Linked DNA regions of Xenopus laevis: region 1 is linked to region 2. The links are chromatin contacts, called in public Hi-C maps. All regions are on one chromosome and are shown on one strand. Each heading gives the region's core, a stretch centred on a gene start, on an enhancer-like site or on the middle of the called end of the contact. The rest is flanking DNA. Distances are from core to core; before and after follow the strand shown. Region 1 overlaps atf7ip.S (activating transcription factor 7-interacting protein 1). Region 2 has its middle 21 kb from the start of atf7ip.S.

Region 1 (5,994 bases), core at 467-2,966, 79 kb after region 2:
AAGGTGCAAATGAAGCTTCAACTGGCAATAATTCCGTGAACTACAGGTGAGTAAAGAGTTGTAAAAATCTGCATTGGGCCAAATAAACAGCTCTTAAATCTGTAAGTATAGCTGTGTTCAGAATAATAGCAGTCCGACCACTAACCTGATCAGTCACTGTTTATATTTCTACGTGGCAAATATTTTACTAGTAGGTGTAGTAGAGTAATAGAAAACCAACAGTCATGACATGCATGCTGCTGATTCTGTGTAATTGAATCATTTACTAAGGCATTAACTGAAATGTGTTCAAAATAGCTTGTTCCAAATAATAGCAGTGTGGAGTTCAATTAGTGAGGTCAATAATTCTGTGAATTATTAAAGCAATAACAAAAATGTTATAAAGTTTTCTTTATATTTTGATTTGAAATAGAATATACAGTATTCCTAATGCATTTGTGTGTATGGAAATAAAAACTATGATAAGGATTTTGAGCTTTATTCACTTATATAAACACACTGCTATTATGCTGAACATAACTGTAAATACTCATTTGAGCTTTTTAAGCAATTTCAGCTAACCCATTTGGAATGCAGTTCACACTTAACGTACTTATGCCTTCCTGTAGTGTGATGCTTGCTTTGTTTTCAATGTGTAGTGTATTGAAGGATAGCCATGGAAATCAACTGCTATTCTTTTAAACTGTTAACATCAACCAGCATAGAATGACACAGGGAACAAAATGGCGATAGGGATGGTAATCTGAGCCCTCCAATTCCTCCTTCTGTTGAGAATGCGTAACCTTTGTTTCTTTATAAATAAGGTGTTATGCTACATATTGTTGAACTGCTTTTTCAATATCTAAAAAACCAACTGAATCTCTGTTCTTTAATGTCTAATTTTATTTTGGGTAGGAAACCCATTTTGTTTGTTTAATTGTAAAGCAACAATGGAGAGTTGTTTAGGTTTTACCATCATTACCTTCCCCTGTAATTTTCCGAGTTAGTACTCCAATCACCTCTTTGTTGTGACGGTTTTGGCTTACAGATAATCCGAAAACAATTGTGCAGGACTTTCTATCTTCAAGAACAAAAGCAAATAATACAACACAAGATTTTTCTTATTTAAAAACTTTTGGCAAAACTGGCTTTAGCAGAAGCCTTTTTCACTGAACTCAAAAATATGGGTAAAGTACTAATGGCTATGTAGATATCCCCTTTACCCTCCTGTTAATTATGTGCAGTAAATGTATAATTCTTTTACGGCCTCGGGGGACACAGGAACCACGGGGTTAAGTGCCTCCCTTCAGGAGGCAGGACCCTGATCAAAAAAGCTGGACTCCTCTTTCCCCCTCCTATATACTCCTCATGCTTAACGCCCACATTTCAGTGTCTTGCTTCCAAGGAGGTAGGGCCCACGAAAGGATTGACTACGGTCAACTGCTAGCGTTGACACGCGAGGTGAGACCGGAGTCAGGAACATTCCTGTACTCCAGGGTTAGCCCCCATTGCGGGATCCTCTGCTGAGGTTTGTAAGCCTTATACTAAGCCGACCATCCAATCCATCTGGTTTCCACCTACATGGCAAGGACCAAAGATTGGCAACACAGAGAGGCTCCGGAGGGGGAGCTAGCTTCCCCGTAGATGGCCACACATCGCAGGGAATATCCAGGTAAGTAGGCTACTGGCTTACTTTACCGACTGCATAATTGCGCTCCCTCCCCTCACGGCAGCTGCCCCCTTTTCACCAGTTGCCCAAACGGAACAATTTTACCTCCGTCAGGAGGGACGGGACCTGTGCGATGTCTCTTCTGTACTGGAATTCGCGCCATTCTGATGCGGCTTCCGGGGCGGGTGCCTCAATTGGTGCGCTCCTTACCGAAAGTTCTTTTCTGCAGCTTAACTTGCTGTGAGGCGCGGAACCAGAGCACTCCTAAAGGAAGGCTAAGCAGCCTCACAGGCGCATTGGAGCCACAAGGTTTCTCCTCTCGGCGGGGTGGCAGCACCAGGTCTCCTCCATCCTTCTTGGGCACAAGTCAGGTGCTATTAATTAATTAATTAATTAATTAATTGATAACTTAAGGGCACAGCTACAGGGAACATGTTTCCCAGGGGAGGGAAGACTAAGGCCTCTGCCTCTGTAACCTACCTTGCCTGTGCCTCGTGCAACGCCAAATTTGCTAAAGGTCAGGAGGGCCCTTTCTGCAGAGCCTGCACAGCGTCAGGGGAGAATTTAAATCCCGACATAGCTCCAGAGGTTATAGCTCCTAGAGACTCTACCCCTGCTCTCACTACTGCCGGGGGCTCTGCAGGGTCTACAACTTCCCAGCCTAGCACTATGGGGGATAGTTCCCCACCTTGGGCACTGCAACTGTCCCAATCCTTGGCTAGGGGAATTGCAAACCTATCCACTTCCTTGGACAAGTTTGTTGCCCAACTATCCGCCCAGCCTCAGGCTAAACACAGGAAGGCATCGAGCAAGAGAAAGGCTCCTCTGCCTACATCATCAGGGGAATCAGCCAATGACATAGCTGACTCAGAGCTCAGTGAGGGAGAGCCCTGGGCCCATTTAAGTGCCGAGTTCCCATTTCACGATCAGCTGGGGGAGATCATCCAAGGGGAATGGGATTCTCCTGAGAAAAAGTTTCAACCCTCCCGCAGGTTTTTGCGCTCTTATCCTTTTTCCAAGGACCTCACGAGAAGTGGGTTCCACCAGCCATCGATGCCCCGGTTTTGCGTCTATCTAAGAATACAGCACTTCCTGTTCCAGACGCTGCAGCCTTCAAAGATCCCACCGACAAGCACTTGGAGGGATTTTTACGCTCAATTTTTACTTCCGCGGGCTCTACATTCAGACCAGAAATTGCACAGCATGGGTCAGCAGGGCAATGGCGGATTGGACCCCGGAAGCTGCTGGACGGACTCAAAGACAACGCTCCTCGGGCGGAATTATCATTCTTGGCTGCCCAGATGGTGGACGCTAACACCTTCCTGGGAGATGCGCTCCTTGACTCCCTACAGGTGTCGGGCAGAACATCGGCAACTGCAGTGGCGGCACGCAGAGCACTATGGCTCAAACACTGGACGGCCGATCTCAGCTCTAAGAAGGCCCTAACGTCCATGGCATTTAAGGGCAAGCGCTTATTTTGGGACGAGCTGGAGAAAATGATCTCACAGGCAACCGGGGGGAAAAGCACCTTGCTGCCTCAGCCCAAGTCTCGATCCTACACCGGTCAAAGACGTGGGAGGTTTTTTCGAAGCCAAGGGTTTAGCTTGTTGAAATGATCATCACCTCCCTCATCATCGCGTTCCAAGAGCAGGTTCCAGCACAAGAACTGACAAGGATGGCAGCCTCGCAAGAACCAACAAAAACCTACCCCTGACAAGTCCTCATCCCAATGACGGGACAGACCCTCCGGTGCTGAATCAGGTGGTGGGGGGACGCTTGCGTCGGTTCCGGGAGGTGTGGCTCGACAACGTGTCAGACACTTGGGTTCACAAACTGGTGGCAGAAGGATACAAACTCGAATTTCAATCTCGCCCACCAGCTAGTTTATTTCTCTCAAGAGTCACACCAAGAAGCCCGAAAAAAGAAGCCTTCCTCAATGTTGTTTCAGGACTACTCCAAGCGGGGGTCATCGTTCCGGTTCCAGAGGACCAACTCTTCCAGGGCTTCTATTCCAACTTGTTCATAGTATGCAAAAAGGATGGGGCATTTTGCCCAGTTTTGGATCTAAAGGCCCTGAACAAGTTCATCAAATATCGGCGGTTCCGTATGGAGACCATCCATTCATTATAAGATCTCTGAGCAAAGACGAATTTCCTTGGACATCCAGGATGCATATTTGCATGTGCCCATCTGGCCAGGACATCACAGATTCCTGAGGTTCGCCTTTCTACAACAGCATTATCAGTTCATGGCCCTTCCCTTCGGCCTATCTTCGGCTCCGCGGGTATTCACCAAGATCATGGCAGCAATGACGGTGGTCCTGCGCCTTCAGGTCATATCCACCACGCCATACCTAGACGACATTCTAGTGAAGGTGGCGTCTCTAGAGGAGGCCCAGAGTCATCTGGCAATCACCAACAAGAAGTTGGAACAGTTCGGGTCGTTGATCAACAGGAACCAATCCTTCCTATTTCCCACACAGGTGATGCAGTTTCTGGGACTAATTCTGAACACATGTTCCCAGAGAGTTCTACCTCAGGAGAAGCAGAGAAAAATGAGATGCCTTGCCCAACAGCTCATACAGACCAGAGCTCCATCAGTGCGCCGTGCCATGCAAGGCCTGGGATTCATGGTTTCAACCATGGAAGCAGTTCCATTTGCACAGTTTCACTTGCGCCCTCTCCAATTGTGCATTCTGCGCTAAATCAGAGTATCACATTGGACCAAGAGACTCTGCAGGCCCTGCAGTGGTGGATGAACCCTCTAAATTTGGGCAGGGGCCGACGGTGGGGGGAAATACAGTGGACAGTTTTCACCACCAACGCCAGCCTCTCCCGATGGGGGGCAAGGTTCGAGCAAAGGTCGGCCCAGGGACAATGGTCTCCCGTGAAGTCCAAACTGACCATAAACGTGTTAGAACTTTGAGCAATCTATCAAGCATTGCGACACTGGGAGGACCTTCTAACGGGTCTCACGATACGGGTGCAGACAGACAATGCGACTGCAGTCGCATATATAAATTGCCAAGGGGGAACTCGAAGCATGGTCAGAAGTGGAGAGGATCCTATCTTGGGCAGAAGGGTCACAGAGATTTCCACCGTGCACATTCCAGGCATTCTCAATTGGGAAGCAAACTACCTCAGTCAGCACCATCTAGATCCAGGAGAGTGGGAGCTCCTCCCAGAAGTATTCAACATGGTGGTTCATAGGTGGGGACAGCCAGAGGTCGACCTCATGGCTTCACGATTCAACAGGAAGACACCAAGGTTTTTTGCCAGATGCAGGGACCCGCAGGCAGAGGGGATCGATGCCATGACTATACCATGGCGATTCCAGCTTGCCTACATCTTTCCTCCCATTCCAATGCTACCAGATTCGTCAGGAGAATCTGTGCCTGATCGTTTTGGCCCCATTCTGGCCCAGGAAAGCCTGGGTCTTGGACCTCATATTGATGTCGACAGGAAACTGGTTCCATCTTCCTCAGCACCCTGACATACTCCGTGAGGGCCCCATAATGCATCACAATCCAGGTCTACTATCCTTGACGGCGTGGCTATTGAGACCTCCATCTTGAGAGGTAAAGGTTTTGCAGATACTGTGATCGACATAATGATCAGGGCAAGAAAACCATCCTCAGCCAGGGCATACTACCGAGTATGGAAGGCCTACGCATCCTGGTGTGACTCCAGGGGAGCACCCTTTGATCAGTTGGATTTCTCTCAATTCCTTATTCTTGCAGAGAGGTTTCGAGGGAGGTCTGAAATTGTCGTCTCTAAAGGTGCAGATCTCCACCTTATCAGTGCTTTTTCAGGAGAGATTAGCACTAAAGGACGGCATACGAGTGTTTCTCCAGGGTGCTGCACAGGTGGCTCCACCATTCACAAGACCAGCCCCGGCATGGGATCTTAACCTGGTGCTGAGACCCTGCAAGTTCAACCGTTCGAGCCGCTTGAATCTGTAAACCTCACCATTCTGACATGGAAGGTCGTTTTTCAGATGGCTATTGCTTCGGCCAGGCGAGTCTCTGAGCTGAGTGCTCTCTCAATAGCACCTTCACTCACGGTTTTTCATTCAGAGAAGGTAGTTTTACGAACTGCGCCATCCTTCCTTCCCAAGGTGGTGTCTGCCTTTCACGTCAATCAACCTATTGTCGTACCATCATTTTGCCCTGATCCAAAGAATGACAAGGAGGTTCGTCTTCATTCTCTCTACGTTGTCAGGGCATTATCTACATACAAAGAGAGAACTTCTACCATACGAAAATCGGATTCATTGTTTGTGATTCCCTCAGGCCCTCGGGTCGGGACAGCGGCATCCAAGGTTACAATTTCGAGATGGATCAGAGA
Region 2 (5,664 bases), core at 250-2,749:
TGATCTTTTTCAGCCTATCACCCATAATGTAGAAAACACGCCAGCGTTTTTTGGGACTTAGAAAAAATTTTGACTTTTTTTGAAGCAATCCCTATCTACTCTATTGCGCTTCGCCTGGTCTGAGGTGGCGAAGGAAGTCTAGCGTAAAAGGTAGCGTTCAGTAAACTGCGCGCGTTAGTGAATTTGCGAAGTTACGTCCGTAGCGAAAATTCGCCAGGCGTAAGGGTGCGAAGTAACACTAGCGAATCTACGCCAGCGTTCGTTAGTGAATTTGCGCAGTAACGAAAATGACAAACGCTAGCGAAGTAACGCTAGCGTTTGGCGCTTCGGCGCTTAGTGAATTTGCCCCCCAGAGAGACCCCCCCCACATGCAGCTAATAGGTGGAATGATACAAATAAGCCTCCATATGCACGTGTAAATCAGTTATTTGTACAAATAGCCCTTCTCTCCCCTTGTAAGTGGCAGGTCCTCACCCAATACTCACTTTCATTATTTATGTGTTCATTTTTACCTTTCTAGGAACATGAGCGCCATAGCCCCCAACATGTCAGGTCTGCGGTTATTACTAGTTGTATATGTACATCACAACTTGTACAGAGGTCCATTACATCTGTTATCAAGTCGTTCTCTACCCCCATACCACCAAGCTCAGTGCAAAGCTGTCTGTTCAAATAGCTAGTTTTTTTGCACTTCTTAAATAAGTTATGGTTGCAGAACAAAATGGCAATAATAATCTGGCATTTCATGGATGGAGGGTGTGAAGCAGCATGGCCTTTTTGGCAAATGTGACCAGATCACATAGTGGCAAAATGTTGCTGGAAATTATTTTCAGAACAAACCAGAGATATGTGCTGTGCGAAACTGTAAAGTCCTGCACCCAGGCCCAGATTTGTGGAAAGGCCCCGAAGGCCCAGGCCTAGGGCGGCTGATTTTAGGATGGTGGCACGCCGCCCAACCACACCCGCATTGGTTCGGAAGCACTGGGGATTTGCAGGAGATACAATAGTTTTTCCAAACCCCAGTACTCCAGATCCAATACTGAAAAATTGCACATTTGCCCAAAGGAAGAGGAGGGGACAGGCAGCAGGCCTAGGGGCATCTGCTATGTAAATTCAGCCCTGCCTGTACCATGCAAAGTAAATAAATAGCACTTAGTTTCCTCCAACCATAAAAAGGACCGGATTTAAAGTTTTGGGGAAACCCCCACCCCGAGCGTGTATACATTTCCTACTTTGCCAGTGCTGGGACTTTTCCATATGCTGCCCTAGGCCCAGACCTCTGCGGCATCTCCACAAATCTGAGCCTGGCCATATACTCATCAGGAAACCTGATTTATAGACATAGGGGCAAAAATGTACCCAAAGTTACTCATAGCATCCAATTACTGCCACATGGGGCAGATTCTTGAACTGTGTAAAAGTACAGGCTGAGAATCTGTCTCTACACCCTGATCCTCTCTCCGGTGTGTCTGTAGCCATAGTAAGTGCTTCACCCTGGGGGCAGACACATGGAGTGGATTTTGGCTTGAAAATGCACACTGCCCCAGTATATACACATAAGAACTCAGAGTATCTGGCATCATGAACAGATTGGCAATATGTTTCTCCTTACATAGCAGCAACTCCATGTAAATGATCAGTAATGTGGAAAAGAGAGCACAAGCAGCCCTCCCCCACCATGTACAATTTAGGAACGTGTGCAGTGTGCAAAGCACTGTCCTCCCTCTGCACTGTGGAAAATAACAAGGCACCAACCCCTCCCCCCACCACCATATACAGATCAGGACCGTGTGCAAAGCACAGAGCCTTTTCCTCATAGTGCGGGAAAATAACAAGATGCTGAGCCCAACCCCCCACCGAGGACAGACAAGGAACGTGTGCAATGCACAAAGCTTTGCCCTCTCTCTGCACATTAGCTGACTCCATAATATACAGGATTCATTGTTTGTAGCATGGCAAGCCCTCATGGTCGATCATTGTTTTTGGCCATGGGATACAATGAAATATCAGTATTTGTACATATTTATACATTTATTTACACAGGGTTGTACCTTTTTCACTTTGAATGAATAATAAAGATAGTAGTGGAAGCGCAATGATCAAAGTTCTACTACCCATCCCAGATATCTTCCAATTCATACTCCTTAGAAGTGCAGCAGCTTGCCTGGAACCTGCAATTCCCACTCAAAAACCCCCAAGCACATTTTTAAAGGATAATTGTGGTCACTGGGTGACTCGTGGTTCTTCTAATTCATGAAAATGAAAAGCAAACGACATTAGAGATTATAAATAAAATATAGTGTACAATTGCGCCTTATTGTGTATAGTTTGGTAACATAGGGAGCAACTGTTTTGCAATACTTTTTATTGCATCTGGATTCTAGTGCTGAAAGCTGAGCAGGGCCTGTGCTGTTGTTCCCTTGCCTTTTTTTGCTGTTTTTGTATTTTCTTGCCCCTGTTGAAGACCTGTATTGGTCGAAATGCGTAGGGCAAGTGAAAGAAAAAGAAAAAGTGTACAATCTTTTTTTTTTATGTTCCTTTGGAGGTAGCAGGAGTAGGAATAAAAACAGAAACAAAAGAGGTGGGACAAACATAAATAGAGAATTGAGGTAAGAGGGCCCAGAGAACTTGCAATCTAGATAATAAATAAGGCAATTATCACATGGGATGCAAATGTGAAAATCATAGAGAGAGTGATGGAATGTTTCTGCCTTTTTGCCACAGTATACTTCATGCTGGAGGAGCGTTGTAGCTGGGGAGGGAGGGGCTACATTGATAGAAGTCAGCTAACTAAGTAATGCCTGACAAGGCTTCCGTGAGTAGCCAGTAGAGGGCTCTCTAAGTGTAAACATTGCCAATAGCGCAGAAGCTCCAAAAAAAGAAAAGCAATCATGTCAGCCTAGTCAGAAGGCAGGACTAGGTATACTAAGCTGCGTTAAAGAATATGGAATCAATATACATCGTAGGAGAATTTTATTCAGAATAAATATATTAATACGTTTGGGGGGATTCAGTAAATGGAATTATGTCTGAAAAATGAAGGAAAAATATATCTATACACTAGTATACAGACCTGCAACACCGGGTAGCTGTATTACTGTATATACAGTATCACTTAGGTGTGATTTCCTCACGTGAACTGATGTTCTTATTAGATTTTGCCCATTAATTGCACTCTGGGACTTCTCATGACACACAAGCTTTCCTTTAACTATTATGGGAATCTGCCAGGTCCGGACTGAGAACTAAAATAGGCCCTGGCATTTCAGGTACACAGAGGCCCAAACAGCCCCCACCAGCCCACTAAATATTGACTTTCTATGGGACCTTATAGCAGTCCCTCTGGCATTTGCCAGAACCCACAGATTGCCAGTCCGGGCCTGGAATCTGCATCAGCATGTCCTTCTTCAACATCGCCTTGAACAGTGTGTGTTTATTTCATGGTTGTGTCTAAATAACAAGTTGATACATTTCTTATCTTTGTCCCTGCTGAGCAGAATTCCTGAGTTTCATTACAGGCAGCTGTTAGAATTGATACAATAGTTGCTAATATTCAAAATGTAGCAAATAATGTAGCAAATTGTAACAGTTTGGAATGTGCAACTGGATTATTGAGCTGCCAGATTGAAATGCCGTTGGGAGGAGTTCAAACAAGGAAAGGTAACGTTGTATCCGAAGAAATGGAGTCTGAAGCGTTGCTCCGCAAAAGCCGGTATGTCCGAGTGTTCCGCTCTGGCCGCGGCAAGACAAACAATCCAAATGAAGGGGTACGGACTCAACCGGAGTAAATTCGGAACCAATATTGTAAAACTTAAATAGCTTTATTTGAATATAAATTAAAATCACAAATAGCGGGCAGGGGGAAGCGTAGCTTGACGCGTTTTGTGACCTCTGGGTCACTTCATCAGAAGCATCCGGTTGAGTCCGTACCCCTTCATTTGGATCGTTGGGAGGAGTATATGGCTAAGGGGCATGTGGGGGCCTACGGAGAGAAGCCTAGTCATAGCTCTGTGTGCCTTTAGCCTTACAACTTAAACATCAGCTTTAGAAGAAAAAGTGAAAGCAATTGAAAAAAGTCTATATTTATGGTGTTATATCTGAAAATACAAGAACTGAAAAAAGTATAAATGGAACAATCCATTTAAGATCACAAGAATATTTGTTTGGATTGAGTAAAAATCAGCAGTTAATGACATAACACTTATTGAATGTAAATCAGGAGAGAAATGGCTAAACGTATCATCTTGTGGAGTCTAGGCCAGCTGTATGCAAACCCATGGAATCTAGCTGTTTAGTTTGGAAAAGCAAAGTGGATCTTTTGTATTATCTTTTATTAGGGTTCCTTCATTGCCCCAAATGTGTGTATGGAAAAGACTGGACTCTACACTCCTACTAGGACAGACAACTGGGGAATAATTTTTAGTGGTGGATATGTGTGTGTATGTGTGTGTGTCAGTGATTAGCCTCAGTGTGGTTTATATATATATGGCTTCAGACCTCCCTGGCCCCCCAGACACCTACAAGAAGGAGAAGGTAGGTTTAGGGTGCTGGAGAGGGTTGTGGCTCAGCCAGGGGGGCTTTGATACTGGGACTGGGGGCCGGGGGTCTGGTGGTCCATGGCAGCAGCCCTAGTGGACCCTAAGCTCCACAGTCAGACACTGCTAGTATTTGTATGGCACCAACACATTTTACACAGCACTTTACAGTGATTTGACACCATTCACAACAGTCCCTACCCCAGTGGAGCTTACAGTCTCTTGTCCTTGTCACATTCACAAGGACAATGTTTTGTCGGAGGAAACTGGAAACGCATGCAGACACAGGGAGAACATACAAGGTCTTTGCAGATAGTGCCCAAGCCAGAATTAAACACAGGACACTAGCAGGACAACTGCTAACATTGCAAGTATATTATTTTGGTTGGCGTGGTGTATTATGCCGTGACACATATTATTGAGTGCAAGTGATGAAAAAAGGCTGATGAAGCAAATACTTACTGAAAGAGCAAGAGCCAAAACACTAAAGATGATAGCACACCAGCAAACACTGGCATTAGTTCAGGCTGTTTTGATAAAACTGGCCCAACATTTTTTGTTATAAGGGCCCAAAGTTGGTTCCAGAATGAAATCAGATTGATTCAGCAATGATTACTTAGGTCTGTGTATTTGGACATACAGGGTTATTGACATATTTTTTTGTTATAAAGTACTGGCCTAATTGCCATCTTGGAGTCAGGATTTTTTTTTACCTCATTCTGATGCAAATTGTTTTTGCCCCCATCTGGAATATGTACATGCAGACCTGCAAATATACAACATCGCATGTGCAGTGTCTGGCAGCCCTGGAAGGAGGGAGCAAGGTTCAATTCCAGCCCCGTTTGGATCAAATAGTAGTTGGGCTGGGTTTATTTAGACATGTAAATTTGAAATTAATAAACGTATCTTTTTTCAACTTAAGTTTCTATGTTACTTGGATTTAGTGATGAGCTCAAGTTTCCCTTTTGCTCTTACTCTAGGGCTGTAGCCCATGTACTCAGTATAAATATTTATATATATATATATATATATATATATATATATATATATATATATATAGATATATAGAGATATATATATATATATAATTGAGTGAGACTGTAAGCTGGGGGGTGGAGGCACAGGCATA

The links. Hi-C and Micro-C count contacts between places; a contact is called where the count stands out from the background.
Region 1: a contact with region 2 is called in a Hi-C map of the XTC cell line, with 4 times the contacts expected there. The contact joins two enhancer-like sites. A contact is called at or near these places in 2 of 4 Hi-C or Micro-C datasets (the XL177 cell line and the XTC cell line).

Annotation. Positions count from the first base shown.
Region 1 is chr4S:93,538,490-93,544,483 of Xenopus_laevis_v10.1, forward strand. It overlaps atf7ip.S (activating transcription factor 7-interacting protein 1), which reads left to right. Exons shown (of 16, transcript XM_041561581.1): 7 at 1-46. Among protein-coding and RNA genes, the nearest start is that of atf7ip.S, 59 kb to the left of the region's middle. Within about 2 kb of position 1,717, at least 1 of the 7 cell types and tissues checked has an H3K27ac peak or open chromatin away from gene starts, as enhancers often do.
Region 2 is chr4S:93,459,287-93,464,950 of Xenopus_laevis_v10.1, forward strand. No RefSeq gene overlaps it. Among protein-coding and RNA genes, the nearest start is that of atf7ip.S, 21 kb to the right of the region's middle. Within about 2 kb of position 1,500, at least 5 of the 7 cell types and tissues checked have an H3K27ac peak or open chromatin away from gene starts, as enhancers often do.